Linked DNA regions of Mus musculus: region 2 is linked to region 1. Evidence: chromatin contacts called from public HiChIP or PLAC-seq data. All regions are on one chromosome and are shown on one strand. Each heading gives the region's core, a stretch centred on a gene start, on an enhancer-like site or on the middle of the called end of the contact. The rest is flanking DNA. Distances are from core to core; before and after follow the strand shown. Region 1 overlaps Mecom (MDS1 and EVI1 complex locus). Region 2 has its middle 36 kb from the start of Mecom.

Region 1 (7,653 bases), core at 4,608-7,107:
AGAAGTTTCACTTCATAGGAATTCTCCAAGTGATCTGCACATAATGAGTATTAATGAATAATTTGTTAAGTAGATAATTAACTGTGCATATAATTTTATTGAATCATTATACCAAACCAACATTATCCCACTGAAAACTGTCAATTATTTTGATCCTGACAACTACTTTTAAGAAACAAAGTGGTGGGGCACAGTAGATTATCAGACTTTTCATTTATATCTAGAACCAAAATAATTATTTGAATAACACCCTAAATGCACTTGAGAATTCCAACTGATTTTATACTTCATCAAAATATTTATGAACAGTTTGGATGCAGGATAAACATATAGAAACCATTTCCAAGGCAGACATGGTAACATCACTATGGTGGCAGCTCTTTGGAGAACTAGAGGCAGGAAGACTGTAAACTCAGTAGTTTGAGACAGACTTAGGCTATAGAGTGTCACCATGTCTTCAAAAGCAAACAAAGAAGCAAACAAACAAATAAACTTAAAATCAATGGCATCTCTGTAGAATTGTAGCCTTCACCTGCCATAAATAGAACATCACAATGAAACATCACAACGGATATCCTCAAAGGGAGTCATTGCTCACTGCCAGGATTTTATTTTCTTTGAGGAATGCTACAAATCGAATGACATCATGGAATGTATACACTTCCCCACCTAAGAAATAGGAGATCAAAAGGCACCTAAATAAATAGAACACTATTCTTCCAGTAATTCTTTCTGAAAGGCCAGTAAAATTTTCTCTCTTTCTACCATGAGTTAAACCAGTCACAGTATCGGGTCCAACAAAGGGATCTCAAATCCTAGAAAAAGATTGAGACAATTAACAAATGAGCCCTCCCACTGTCACATTGAACCCTATGGGCTCCCTGTCATCACGAACTCTCTCAGTTCAGAGTCTAAATGAGTGTCCAGAGAATCTAGCTCCAGCAAGATATGTGTGCCCTGCCTGCTGGGGAGAATTTGAATTTAAAGCATATATATATATATATATATATATATATATATATAGAGAGAGAGAGAGAGAGAGAGAGAGAGTCACTATATATACACATATATACACATACATACATATGCCAAAATATAATCCTGCTAAAACTGAAAAAAATAATATTCTAATTAACCCTGAAGAATAACTTAAGCACTCAAGCAAGTATAGGCAAAAGATCCAGTTCTACTCATCCACCTGCAGGCGTCAACACAGATGAAAGCCCAGGCCGTTTGTCTCTGAGCCACCATCCAGCTAGTATCAATCTGAATTAAATATGAACAGAGCTGGGATGACAGGAATGTAAATAGAAAACTGCTGACTTTTACCAAGCAAACCATACAGTCATATTTCAACAGAATCTAGCATTTATAAACTTTTCAGCATGGATAAGGTTTATCACACCATATTGAGTATTTGCATAAGTGGGAATAAACTGACACCTCTGTGGAGATTACTCAATAACTCCCCAAAAAGCTGCTAAGACATCATTCCATCTAAATGAAAAACAACCTCCATTATTCCATCTCCATTAAAGCTCTGTTATTGGGGGGAAATTGGTAGATCTCTTCCCCCGAGCTGTAGCTGTAGTCAATTAAAGACTTCCTACATATTGCTCTCACCGATTGAGCACATTTACAATAGGAAAGTATCAGGTAGGGCGTGTGGCATACATCAGTGGGCCCATAAAGATAAATAACCCTTGTAACTTCTTGGAGCTGCGCTGCCTCCAACTGTAATTTGCTTCATGTATCCTTTGGTTGTGTCATTAACTCGATGAGGACAGGGAGAAGAGCTTATTGTTTGAGGCAAATGGCTTGGGAAATTCTACTGAAAAATCAACCCCTCCAATTCAAACCGTAAGCGTTCTAATGTCCCTAGAGACCAAGCAACAGCCCACACTTCAATTAGATTCTACTTATTTCTGTAGCTGTCTCAGTAACTACCCAGGTTTGCAGTTTGTAAGAGTTTTGTTTAGAAGATACCAGAATCTAAGGGGGGGGGGGATTGAAAGCTTATTACCAATAATAACAGTGCCCATTGCTGCATAAATACACTCATTGCAATCCAGTGGGGGGAAAGTGATGTGAAAAATAATTTTTCATTCTTCCAATGTAGAATCTGGCAGTAAAAGACACAGAACAGAATCTCTACAGTCAGCAACTGTTCGAACCCAATCTTCGCTTTCTCACTTAGGCCTTTTACTTTCTTTAAAGATTTTATTAGGAGTCTGGGTCGTCAAAAGTCTGTCTCCTGTGTAAACATTCTGTTGTTCAGCCTTTTCATTTGATAGTGTTTTGTAAATACTTTTCTCTTTTTTCCTATTTGCTAAACTTATGTGCAATTGCTACACATTCTACCATTATAGGGATCCAAAGGAAGTGTGTCTATAGTACTCGGGTTTTTTGTTTTTTTCTTTTTAATCCCAAAACTGTCAGTAAAACAAATACCCTCTATATAGATATTTACATTTATCCATTTCAATTTTTCTTAGATGGGATCCCTATTAAAACCTAGTGAGTATTGGCATTTCTTTTCCAAATATATTTATCAATTTATACTATTACCAGTCATACTTACAGGTTCCAATGTGTGCTGTTTTTCATTTTTATCAGTAGGAAAACTATTTATCAGTTGTTTCCTTAATCTATACCTTAGTGATTACTAATACTAAATATTTTATCAGTGACTCATATTTCTTCCATTACATATTAGGCATAGCTTTCTCTCATTTTTTTAAAATGGGCCTCAACTCTTGTCTGATTAATGGCAAATTAGCCCAAGGATAAAAATCTTACTCATTTTCTCTATAGTTTTCTATTTGATACAGTCATAGAACTTTCTATCATTAGTGGAACTAAGTTCACTAAGTTGTCTTTGTGGGTTTTTTGCATTTTCTTAGAAAGTCCTCACCTATTCTGACCAGGGTGAGGTACTCTCCCTTATTTCCATTGAGTTTCATGGTTGCTTTTCTTCCGGCCTTGGATTAGCAGTGATTTACTACTCAGTGAAAAGCAGAGGAAAAATGATTTCATTTATTTGAGCTCCTGTGAACGGCGGGCTAGGAAAAAAAAAATGCCATTTCACTCATAATTCTTTGGCCCTTATTTGCAAGGCTGGCCTGAGTTGCTTTCTCTTTTTGTGGGATTTATATAACTCACCAGTTGTTTCTTTTGGCTCCTCTGCTTAGTTTAACTGAAAATCTTCTGGGCAGATGCCATTCAAGCTCCTGAGCTTCACCCATTAATAGCATTCAATGGCCATCAAAATGCTTATCACTCCATGTTGTCCTTCCTGTCGGTATCGGAAATGTTTTCCTCTCTGCTCCCCGAGTCAGTCCATTGATAGAAAGTGTTCAGAGACTAAGGCAGTATTAATGCTAACGTTTAAAGCACAAAGCTCGACTTTAGCTAAAACCATGAAACCATGTTAACTTGGCTGTACAAACTTGCGCACAATATGCACATCCATGTGCATTTGCTAGCAATAAGTGGTGTGTGTGTGTGTGTGTGTGTGTGTGTGTGTGTGTGTGGTACTTAGCAGCTCCCTAATCTTAAAAATAGGCTGAGACAGAAACATGATTTGGGATCTCAGGCAGACTGGTTGAGATCATAGCTGTGTAAAACAGCTGCCAAGAGGAGCCCGACTAGGGAATTGAACAGATTAGGTAACTCAGAAATTTAGACATTTCCCCCCATTATGTTTCTTGTTGCAGTTTTGTAATAAAAACACGAGCAAACTTCAAAGGAAGCTCTGTAGTAAAGGTTAATTGCCACTAAAGAAGAGGGTGGGCCCAAGCACCAGTACTTTGTGCCCAACTCCCAGGCAGACAGGAAGGATTACACGTGGCTGAACGCAGACGATGTGTGCCCAGCATCAGGAGAGGGAGGCTTAGCCAAACCTCAGGCCCCACCAGGGACCTCCAGGGAGTATGTGAGCATAGAGCCATGAGTCTGTGAGTCCATGCACGCTTACCAGTGGTCGGGGAAGGGAGGGGGAAGACTGCAGTTTCCTTTCCAAATTAAAACAGGACATGCTCTCCGTCCCTCCTCAGGACAATTCCTGAGTGGTGACAGAGGCGTGCTGATGAGAAAGCAAAGGACCTCAGGGGCCAGCTCTTCTCCACCAGCAGCAGAGCCCTCCACTGAACATGTGAGGAAAGGGAGGAGCCCAGGTAATACCAGATGCACAAACCGAGCAATGAACTGGCCATTGAAGCACTCTGTGAAAATGTCCCCAGGAAAATGAAATTTCACACTCCCAATGAAAGGAGGAAAGGAAACTACTAAGATGAGGAAAATAGATGCTCATGGAGCTGACAAATAGGCTGTAAAGGATTCTATGGAAATCCAGCAGCATAGATTTGGAAGCAGAGGTCTGTCCTATAGAGGTCATTGTCTTAGAGAGGTCACCCATGGGCAGTCTTCAAAGCACCATGATCCCAGAAAAGGGTGAAAGGCAAACACTCGTCATGTTTCAACTCTGGTCCATGTGTGTGACATCTGAGTCTCTATGGCATATTTGTGCCCTAGCCTGCTGACATGGCTTGGCATGTGGAATTTTCCTAATGGTCTTTCAAGCTCCTTTGACTCTCAGTGTTTCAGTTAGCTTCCTTGTTCTGACCTAATCCATTTCTTCCCTCTGGGCCTTGCTACCTGACAGTATTCAAAGCACTTCATTAGTCTGCTGTCAGAAAGATCCAGAATGAGAGAGGGTTGGGAGAGGTAGCAACAGACAGGGCCAAGAGTACAATAGGAATTGAAAACAAATAGCAAATATATACATAAATATATTTCTCATATTATGGTATAGGCCTTGCTAAGCTTCTCTTAAATGGCGATGGAAAGAAATTGCTAGAGCCTTTTGGCATCTATTTACAGAATCCAAGAAAACAAAATAGAGACACTAACGTTCTGTGGGTAAGGCCTAGAGGGAAAGCATGACCTGGTTAATGTTTGGTATATTTTGTTGTTGGTGAGCCTAGTCACCAGTCTATACTGGAAGGCCTGGTAGGACCAGACTCCTTACATGCCCGTCTGTATTCCTTTCACAATGCAACATTTGCCTGAACTCTCTTTTAGCACTACAAAATTTTAAGAGATTTTTGGCAACCTCTGACCTACTGGCTTTTTTTCATAAGCCTTTTATATCCCCAAAGTGGCTTTGCTTCCAATCCATTTAAAGTAGAATAGAAATGCCGGTATTTACATCACAGCTTACTGGCAGGTCGCTTCTCAGGCATCTGCAGTGAGCAGAGTACGGCCTTTCAGCGTTCAGGCCCTATCTACAGCAATTATTTGCCAGCATATCTAAAAGAAGGCAGGCATTTCCTGCTGCACACAAATGGGACACTCTTATCTAAATCACTGTTTAAACAGGTATTTAAGAAAACACTATCACAGGCAGGAATTTACTGATGACGGAACACACTGGTTTAGGGCTGGACTGGATGGTTAAGGACTAGCCATTGTCAAGAAAGGAAGTATATCAGCATGAGGAAGGTATAGAGAATATTTCACAACTCCCCAGGGGTCAAGATGGAGGATCATAAACTTGGGAAAGTGGCCATGAAAAAGGCAGTTGCCTTGAGGTTTCCACCCGGTAACTCCTCTGAACCCTGGAGCCACCTGAGAGGAAGAGCTAGCGAGTTGGGCCAGTTTGTGTCTGGGACCATTCCACTGAAGCCATAGCAGATCCCCATAATGAAAGCTGGAGAACTGCCAAACTGGGCATGCCAAAAGCTTAGAAAATGTATTTCCTGGAAAGACACTTTGAGAATCGATTGGCTCTCCCACAATCCGTAACCTAGGCGAGAGCGTGCTCTGGCTCCCCAGCCCTGCTCTAGCCAGTGCAACTGGAATTTATTCCCAGTGGAGGCTTATAAAGCTGGGCTGTTATTCTCACATTAAGTACACTGCCCTCTGGTGAGGGCTGTGGTTTCTGTGTGGGCAGAATGTGTGGTTTACTATAGCTAATTTGTTTATGTTGTTGACGGTGGTTTCAGAGGAAAGCATGTTAAGAAGTGATCTGATTGGCTTCTTTACCAAGACCGTTTAAAGGTGGCTGAGACATGCTGGAGCATTAATGCGCTGTCACTAATGGGGAACGACTGGTCTCTTTGACCACGGATGTGCTTCACTGGGTTCTGCGTGGGACCTGAGAGCCGCAGTCTCTTTATGAGGGTTATCTAAGTGTGGCTTGGTGGCTCTTGCCAGAAGTACTACCGCCTTGTCTCAGAAGGGGAGCTAAACACTGAAGGAAAAAGTCCAGCCATGACTTCCCTCGCAAGGACACTGAAGAATAGTATATACTGAGAGAAGAGAATCAGACTGTTCCCAGAAGAGGAAAGGCAAAACCTTCCTGGAAGATGGCGATCGGGAGGAAGTAAAGGACCCTGAGAGCCTCACTTCGTGCTTAAGCCAGACTGCGCTGTCTGAGACATGAGTAAGGAGCTTGCGTGAGCTCAGGTCCATTCCACAGAAGAGCTCATGGAGACCTTCCCTACAGCTACAACACAGAAGAACTTTCTTCCAGCCAGGAGTCCTGCATAAGGAAAAGAAAATACTTATGCATGGCTGGCAGAAGAGGGGGTTGTGGCTTGCTGAGAAAGAGGAATGCAAGCGGGCAATTAAACATCCACAGCGCCACACTCGGCTGGAAAGGAAGCAGAGAGTACCCCAAAGAACAAAATTTCCTTAGACTCTCAAACTCAGGGAAGTCTTTTTCTGTTCTGTTTTTGGTCTTGTTTTGTTTTTTTTTTTTTTTTTTTAAATGAGAAGTTGATCCTTGTTATCACAGGTTTGTTAATAAAAGGACAACAGTGATTTGTGTCCTGAGGTAACATGATGAGGAAGGTCCCTCCAGTAAGATCAAACTCTGCTCCATTGTAAATACCATATCTCTGCTGTTAAAAACAAGTCTAGATGTTGCCAACGAGCACAATCTGCCGGCCCATTCTACCCTCTAAAGGGCTGCGGATTGAGTTTTCCGACACCCACCCCATCATGTGAAATGTGAAATCGTTCAAAATTGTGGGGATGGAATGTGACTGAAAACATAAAGGAAAACTTTGGGGTTTTTTTTTGTTTGTTTAATTTCAGAAAACATTATTCATTTTTTAAAACTTTTCAGAAAAATATGAACAGATGTGTGTGTGTATATGTATAGGCATATATGTGTGTGTGTGTGTATGTGTGTGTGTGTGTATGTGTGTGTGTGTGTATGCCAGCCACACTTATGATTGAAGAAGGGGTAATTTCAACATGGTTAAGTGGTAACACAAGCTAGGTATTTAAGGGAATGATATAATATGACAACTTCATAGACTACCAAACCCTGCCTGGTGTCTGGGAATTGTCACTATCAACATGTGTAATAACTAGTAGCATTAGGTGGTCTGTACAGTATCCTTCCTGCCTCGTTGAGTCACACAGTGTAAGACAGTTGATGGGCACCAGGCAGTGCCTCCTAAAGACAACTGACTTCTTATGAAAGGCATCCAGGGCATCTTCTGCATAAATTACTATAGTTTACACCAAGAGAAGATTATGAATGTTTGCGAGGCTAAATTTATTTACAAACTAGGTCTAACTTATTTATATGGCTGGCCCAATAGGCTTTTGTTGAAATATTTATGCTATCTGTTCTTCTGC
Region 2 (6,711 bases), core at 3,641-6,140, 300 kb after region 1:
TGATACCCTCAGCCCTGTATATCAGCCAACTCACAGCCTGGGGAAGGCCTGGAGAGGTCTGGGGAGAAGGATTCCAAGGCAAGACAAGTTATCAACTTGACTAGATTTACATTCAGATAGAAACTTGACTTTGGATGAATCTGTGAAGATGTTTCCAAACAGGTTTAGCTAATAATGGAAGGCCCACCCTGAATGTGAGGGGCACCAGTCCAAGGGCTGAGACCCCACACTCAATAAAAAAGGAGAAAGTAAGCTAGCCTCCATAATTTGTCTCCTTGCTTCCTGTGTTTTGCACAATATGACAAGTTGTCTCAATTCCTGCCACCAGGTCTTCACCGCCATGATGGACTGTATCCCTTCAGACAGTGAACCAGAAAAACATTCCTTCCTTGAGCTGTGTTTGTCAGGCATTTTACACGACAGTGAGAAAGGCAGCGCCTACCCAGGACATGCAGAGGCAGAGAAGCATGGAAGATTTGTGCATTGGGGAACTACTACAATAATCTACTACAATCTTCAGAGTATGCCTGAAACCCCAGTGCTGCCGAGGGGTAGGCAGAAGGATCATGAACCTAAGGATGGCTGGGCTGTGTAGGGAATCCCAAATCCGTCCAGTTACACAGTGAAAACACGAAACAGACAAATCTCAGAACAAACGGCAAAATTCCACAATAAAATATCCTGTTTGGTGAGGAGATACTGAGAAGGGCTAGTCAGAAAGGCTAACATGAGCAAGCACCAGGCAGAGTGGCTGGTAATCCCAGCTGTTCAGGGTGCAGAGGCAGGAGAGTCAAGTCCAAGGCCAGGGATGAGGGCAATGATTCCATGGTAAAGTGCTTGTCACAAAAGCGCAGTGACCCGAGTGTTTGGATCTTAGCACACAGGTGAAAAAGCAAGATGGGACTGAATATATCTCTCATCTCAGAGACAGAAGATCCCTTGGCAAGCTCCATGGTAAGAGACCTGGTCTCGGAAAGTGAAGTGGAAGAAGACTGAGGAAGACACTTGATGTCATCCTGTGCCCCCCCCCACACACAAGCATGCATACACACATGCATACACACACTAATGCACATACAAGCATGTACACACACAAGCATGCATACACACACAAACATGCATACACACACAAACATGCATACACACACTAATGCACACACAAGCATGCATACACACATGCATACACACACTAATGCACATACAAGCATGTACACACACAAGCATGCATACACACACTAAAGCACATACAAGCATGTACACACATGAGTATGCATATACACACAAGCATGCATACACACACAAGCATGCATACACACACAAGCATGCTTAAGCACACTAACACACACAAGTAAATGAATGGACTGTACAATGAGTTCAAATCATGCCAACCTGGGCACCTTCTTTGGCACCTTATTTTAGGTCTTATTTTCAAACAATTTTTTTAAGATTTATTTTAAGTATGTGAGTACACTGAAGCTGTCTTAGACACACCAGAAGAGGGCATCAGATTGCATTTCAGATGGTTGTGAGCCACCACTTGGTTGCTGGGAATTGAACTCAGGATCTCTGGAAGAGCAGTCAGACTCTTAACCTCTGAGCCATCTCTCTAGATCCCAAAACAAATTTTTAAAGAAGTGTGTGGGCATAGCTCAGTGGCAGGCCTTATATGCACATGGTCCTAGATGCAATCCCCATTGTAGGTATAGGGGGGAACAAGACAAAAATGATGGAGGAAAGCTGTAAGCATTGTGACATCATTTGGATCATATACAGAAAGCTATGGAAAGCCTTAAAAGGAATCTGTCACGACCAGGTTTCAATTTTAGAAATATCAATTTCTTTAGTGCAATATATGCAACATATTTGGGTACAGTATATGCAAGAGCAGTAGTTGGCATCTGTGCCTCGTGAAAACATTGCCCACACTTAACCCCTCATGCTAGGAACAAACTGGCACCCCATTAGGCCTTCAGCAGCAGACATGTGAATTTCATCACCAGCAAGCTTTCTCTCCTGCTAAAACTCGCCTCACTGCCTGTGGCAGACCTTGAAGTGTCAGAAGACGAATGCCCTGACTCTGTCCTCCGATAGTAAGGACCGGGCTGGTGAACAGCTCTGGGGCATCTGGTCTGCCTCAGTTGGGAGTAAGTCTCAGGCTCCACAGTGGTAGCCAGCTGGACAGCAGACATTTTGGCTCCTCTCCCTTCCTTGTCTCATTCCTCCTAGTGTTCTCTGTTGAAAAAACGCTGTCCTCATGTTCCTCACCTCTCAGATAAATTACTTGCACTCAAGTCTTTCTCTCAGAATGTGGAATCCAAACCAAGATGAGTCCACCATGGGTGAAGAGTGAAGACATCTGTATTAAGCAAGGAGTGTAGAGCCGTGGAGGGGAGATGGTTCAGGTTAGAGCACGGTTCAATCTCCCAGAACCCATGTATAAAGAGTCACGTGCAGTACTGGGGAGGAGGGTGGAGAATTGAGGACCCCCCGGCTTGCTGACCAGCTTGCCTAGCTTAACTGCTCAGTTCCAGGCCACTTCAAGATCATCTCAAGATAAGGACGGCACTCCGGAGGAAGGAAGTGTGAAGGCACCTCCTGATTACCATGCACACAGGAGCACACACACACACACACACACACACACACACACACTCACACACACACACACATATATATATATATACTGCACTACAGACAAAGGAAATGGGCTAGAGATATGTTCCAACGATGTTAAAACTGGTTAGGAAAGGTACTAAGGAATTATGGGATAGCATCCAGGCTTCTAATTTGAGTGAGTAGGGGACTCACTACGCAAAGTGGTAGGGGAGAAGAAGATGACAGGCTCAGAGCTGAACTCTTCCAAGTAGGCGAGCATCCGGAGTTTAGAATCGGAATGAATGTTGGCCATACTCGCTGAGGCTGAGAGGACTGCCCCAAGAGTGAGTTGTACAATTGTGCTTGGTACAATGACTTTTATCATTTTTTGTGGTTAGTACATAAATCCTTTTCCTATTTGAGAGAAATAAGAACTAAAGGGAGGCAGAGGCCTGTCCTCCCTGAGAGAAATCACAGGAGATCAGTTTCCATGGCAGCGCCTAACAGCCGGGGTGAAATCACATGACCTGGACTTGGCCAATCAGACGGCATACCACCAAAGTTTTACAAATTGGGGGATGGCTCAGAGTGGTGGTGGAAGACCTGGCTGTACATGTGACAGGACGATGACAGCAATACTATTCCCCTCCTTTCTATAGCTTCCCAAGGTCATCCTTGAGAAGGACTCCAAGAGCTAATGCTAGTTCATCACCATGGTCAATTATGAGCCTACACTTTGACTGAAAGTGGGGGTGGTCCGTGTTCCATCTCTTATCCTGGGATGTACACTTGAGAATTTGCTTTCAGGGTTGTTTGTTTGTTTGTTTGTTTTGTTGGTTGATTTGGTTGGTTGGTTGGTTGGTTTTGTTTTGGGGTTTTTTGTTGTTGTTGTTTGGGTTTTTGTTTTATTTTTATTTTTTGGTTTGGTTTGGTTTGGTTTGTTTGTTTAGTAAGCATAACTATGCATGCAAACCATTCTTTTAAAACAGGGTTTCATGTAGCATAGGCTGACCTCAGACTCACTATGTAGCTGAGGGTGAGCTTGACCTGATTCTCCTGCATTTATATACCTCTCACGTGCTGAAATTATAGATATATACTACCATCCCTGGCTTATATGGTGCTGGAGATTGAACCCAAGACTTCGTGCACACTACAAACTGTAAGGCAAGCACTGTACCAACGGAGGTATTTCCCCGGTCCAGGAGTAGTTGTCTTTAAGAGTAATGTCTTTACTTTATATTTGCCCACTGACTGTCTAGAAAGGAAGCATCTAACTAGAAATAGCATTAAAATCATCTAATCAGAGCTAAAGCTTTGTGTGCAGCTGGGGCACCTGCATCGCCACAGACTCAGACTCTGTTGTCACATTCCTCAGCCCCCAGACCCCCTACCCACTCACTGTGTGCCACCAATGTTTCTCTTTGGTAAATGATAGACATTTCCCTCTCCTTGGCAGCTTCCCTCGAAATATTATCAGTTCTGCCTCACCATTCCCGATGCTAAGGAAGGCTCTTCCTCTTGTGGCTTTCCAGTCTTGTCGCCAAGCTTGGACAGCTAGGATCCCTCAGCGGTACTTTGTCACTTGGCTCTTGAGGCTTGTAGATTCGTCTCCATCCCACTCACACCTCCCCCTCTTTCCCCACGCAGATAAACTTGGAATCGTTTCTCAGGGGCTGTCTAGAGGGTATGCGAAGGACACCAGTTTAGGCTACTAGAAGGAGCCCGTTCCCACGGCTGGAATGAAATCTGTGCCTTTGGGGGTTCCCTCCTGTCCTGTTCGTCTTGCTGGGACCTACCGCACGCCATTTTATCCCAGCATCTCGGAATAGAAAGTCGTCCGTCACACCTGCACATTTTATTACAAGTCTGTTGTTTGTTTGCTGGATCCGGATGGGGGAGGGGTGGTGGGAAATTCAGAGTCAGAGGAAAGCTGTCTCTCAGCTCAGTTCCTCTGCTGCTGCGGGCTCCATTCCAGTTGGTGCAACAAGAGATCGGGGCCTGTGTTTGCTTTTCTTGGCATCTTCAGAGGTGATGTCTGTAGCTGAAGACACTGGGGCTGTTGCCAGAAGCCCTGCTGGAGCTGGGACTGTGTGATTCCAGGTTCTAAGATCTCATCTACTCGCAACGATGGAGAACATTTTGATCTTGGCAGACACTCTCATGCCGGCACTCCATATCCACCGGGTTCTTCTTCTCCTGGCTTCTCAGACCCCGAGCAGAGCAGCAAAGTGACCTCTGGACACACACAACTGGGCAGCAACACCATCTCTGGAATTCCCGGTGTCTCCCTGGGGAACTTGTCACCGTGGACACAAACATGATTACAAACTGCTAGTGACCTGGCAGCACATTAACACAGTCCCATGAGGGGAAAGAAGAGCAAAACTTCCTTTTCTGGGAGCTAGCCCCACCGTCCTGCCTATGTCACACCCAGAGAAGTACAAGTTTCAGCCATGCAGATGAGCACCAGGCTGAACACAGCAAAACAAAATTCTCTCCTTGACAGGAAACTAGTTCTGCCTTTACAGCCCAGGGCCTTGAGCTATCGCCTCCGATGCATGTCTATACTCTGGCCTACTCCTACCATCTCTGGCATGCTTGCTGTGTGTTTTCTGCTATGCCTTATTTTTTTCCTCAGAGTCTTGTTTAATTGTCTCTCCGATTTCCATTGACTTCTTCCCTACTGCCGATGTTTGTAACCGGGATTGGCTGCATAAATATTTCCAAACCATCTCAGAAGTGTTGTCGCTGATGAGAGCAGACAGAAGGCATTTCCAAAAGTATAAGAACATGGATTTGGGGGTGGGGGGGTGGCTTCTCCTGCAACTGAGAGAAGGAAAGTTATATTGCAGAGTCCGGAGGAAGCTTGACACAATCCTCCCACACTGTCCCTGCATGTCCTCATGTGCGCATTCCTTAAAAAATACTGGGAGCTTACCTCCACGCTCGTTATTTCTCCAGCTGCTGGTCCTCACCTTCTGGAACTGACTTATGGCCAGCAAAGATATCAGGATGAGCCCCGTACTACCGGGTGGTAACTGCACATTTGGGAAGACCTGGAGCATGAAGCAGAACTCTGTAGAGAAACTAGGCCTAGCGGAACTTCCCCCTCCTACTTAAGAGCTTTGGGATTTGTTTTCACTTTCTTTTTTTTTTAATTTAAGTTTGTCCTAAATAGATAATCTCTTCTTGTGTCTTAAATTCAAAAGTATAGGGCTGGAGAGACAGTTCAGTGATTGCAAGCATCTGCTGCACCTGCAGAGGACCTAGGTTTGGCTCCCACCATACAAGTGGCAGCCTTCAACCATCTGGAACTCCATTGCAATAGAATTTAATATCCTCTTCTGACCTCCACTGACAGCAGGCATGCCCAAGGCATAGGTAAACACCCAGATACATAAAATAAAAATAAATCAAGTATACATTAAAAGGTTCACTAAACAATTTCATCACCCTGGCTCTCCCATCAATGGTTTCCTTCTACTTGTATGTAGGTTTCCTTCACTACAAGCAATTTGCCAGAAATTTAGCTGCTTAAAACAAAGCCTATGTGTTACCTCACAGTTTCTATCGGCCAGAAGCCTGAGCAGTGTTACTGGGTATTCTGCAGAGTTGCTCAAAGTGTAATAGAGGGGCCTTGTGGATCCGTCTGGCAGCATGCAATACCAATAGGAGGACACTTAGACAGGCTGAACTTGGAGAACTCAAGGACGAGGCAACGGTCAGTGAGAGTAGGAGGGTGAGGGGATGACTTCGGAGACTGAAACTGTCTGCTTTTGGGTGGTTTGCTTGGTTTTTGTTTTGTTTTGGTTTTTTTTGTTTTTGTTTTTGTTTTTGTTTTGTTTTGTTTGTTTGTTTGTTTGTTCAGTGCTGAAGCCTGGACCTTGAGCTTGCCAGGGAAGTACTCTGCAGCCTTTTGTATTCTTCTTCGGGAGAAAGTTCCTCCTGGTTAGCAAGAGTCACAAAACTTTTCAGCCTTACTCTCCTCTGGTTCTTCCAAATTCTGCATGGCTATCCCCAGTGTTCTTGGAGTCTCCAAGCTTTAAATACAGGAATACATCGTACTTTTGGTAAACCATCTGTGAATTTTGAAAAATGCACAAAACTATGTGA

Evidence for each region. HiChIP or PLAC-seq counts read pairs in DNA pulled down with a chosen protein or histone mark.
Region 2: an H3K27ac HiChIP or PLAC-seq map of heart atrium shows a contact between it and region 1, with 6 read pairs. The contact joins two enhancer-like sites. A contact is called at or near these places in 1 of 39 promoter capture datasets (3T3-L1-derived adipocytes), 1 of 115 datasets of contacts at active chromatin or transcription factors (heart atrium) and 1 of 9 other capture datasets (adipose tissue).

The regions. Positions count from the first base shown.
Region 1 is chr3:30,240,829-30,248,481 of GRCm38.p6, forward strand. All of the region lies in intron 1 of Mecom (MDS1 and EVI1 complex locus), which reads right to left. Among named protein-coding and RNA genes, the nearest start is that of Mecomos, 220 kb to the left of the region's middle. Within about 2 kb of position 5,858, at least 51 of the 459 cell types and tissues checked have an H3K27ac peak or open chromatin away from gene starts, as enhancers often do. A contact at or near this core is called in adipose tissue and heart atrium, where this site is marked.
Region 2 is chr3:30,542,346-30,549,056 of GRCm38.p6, forward strand. No RefSeq gene overlaps it. Among named protein-coding and RNA genes, the nearest start is that of Mecom, 36 kb to the left of the region's middle. Within about 2 kb of position 4,891, at least 31 of the 459 cell types and tissues checked have an H3K27ac peak or open chromatin away from gene starts, as enhancers often do. A contact at or near this core is called in adipose tissue and heart atrium, where this site is marked.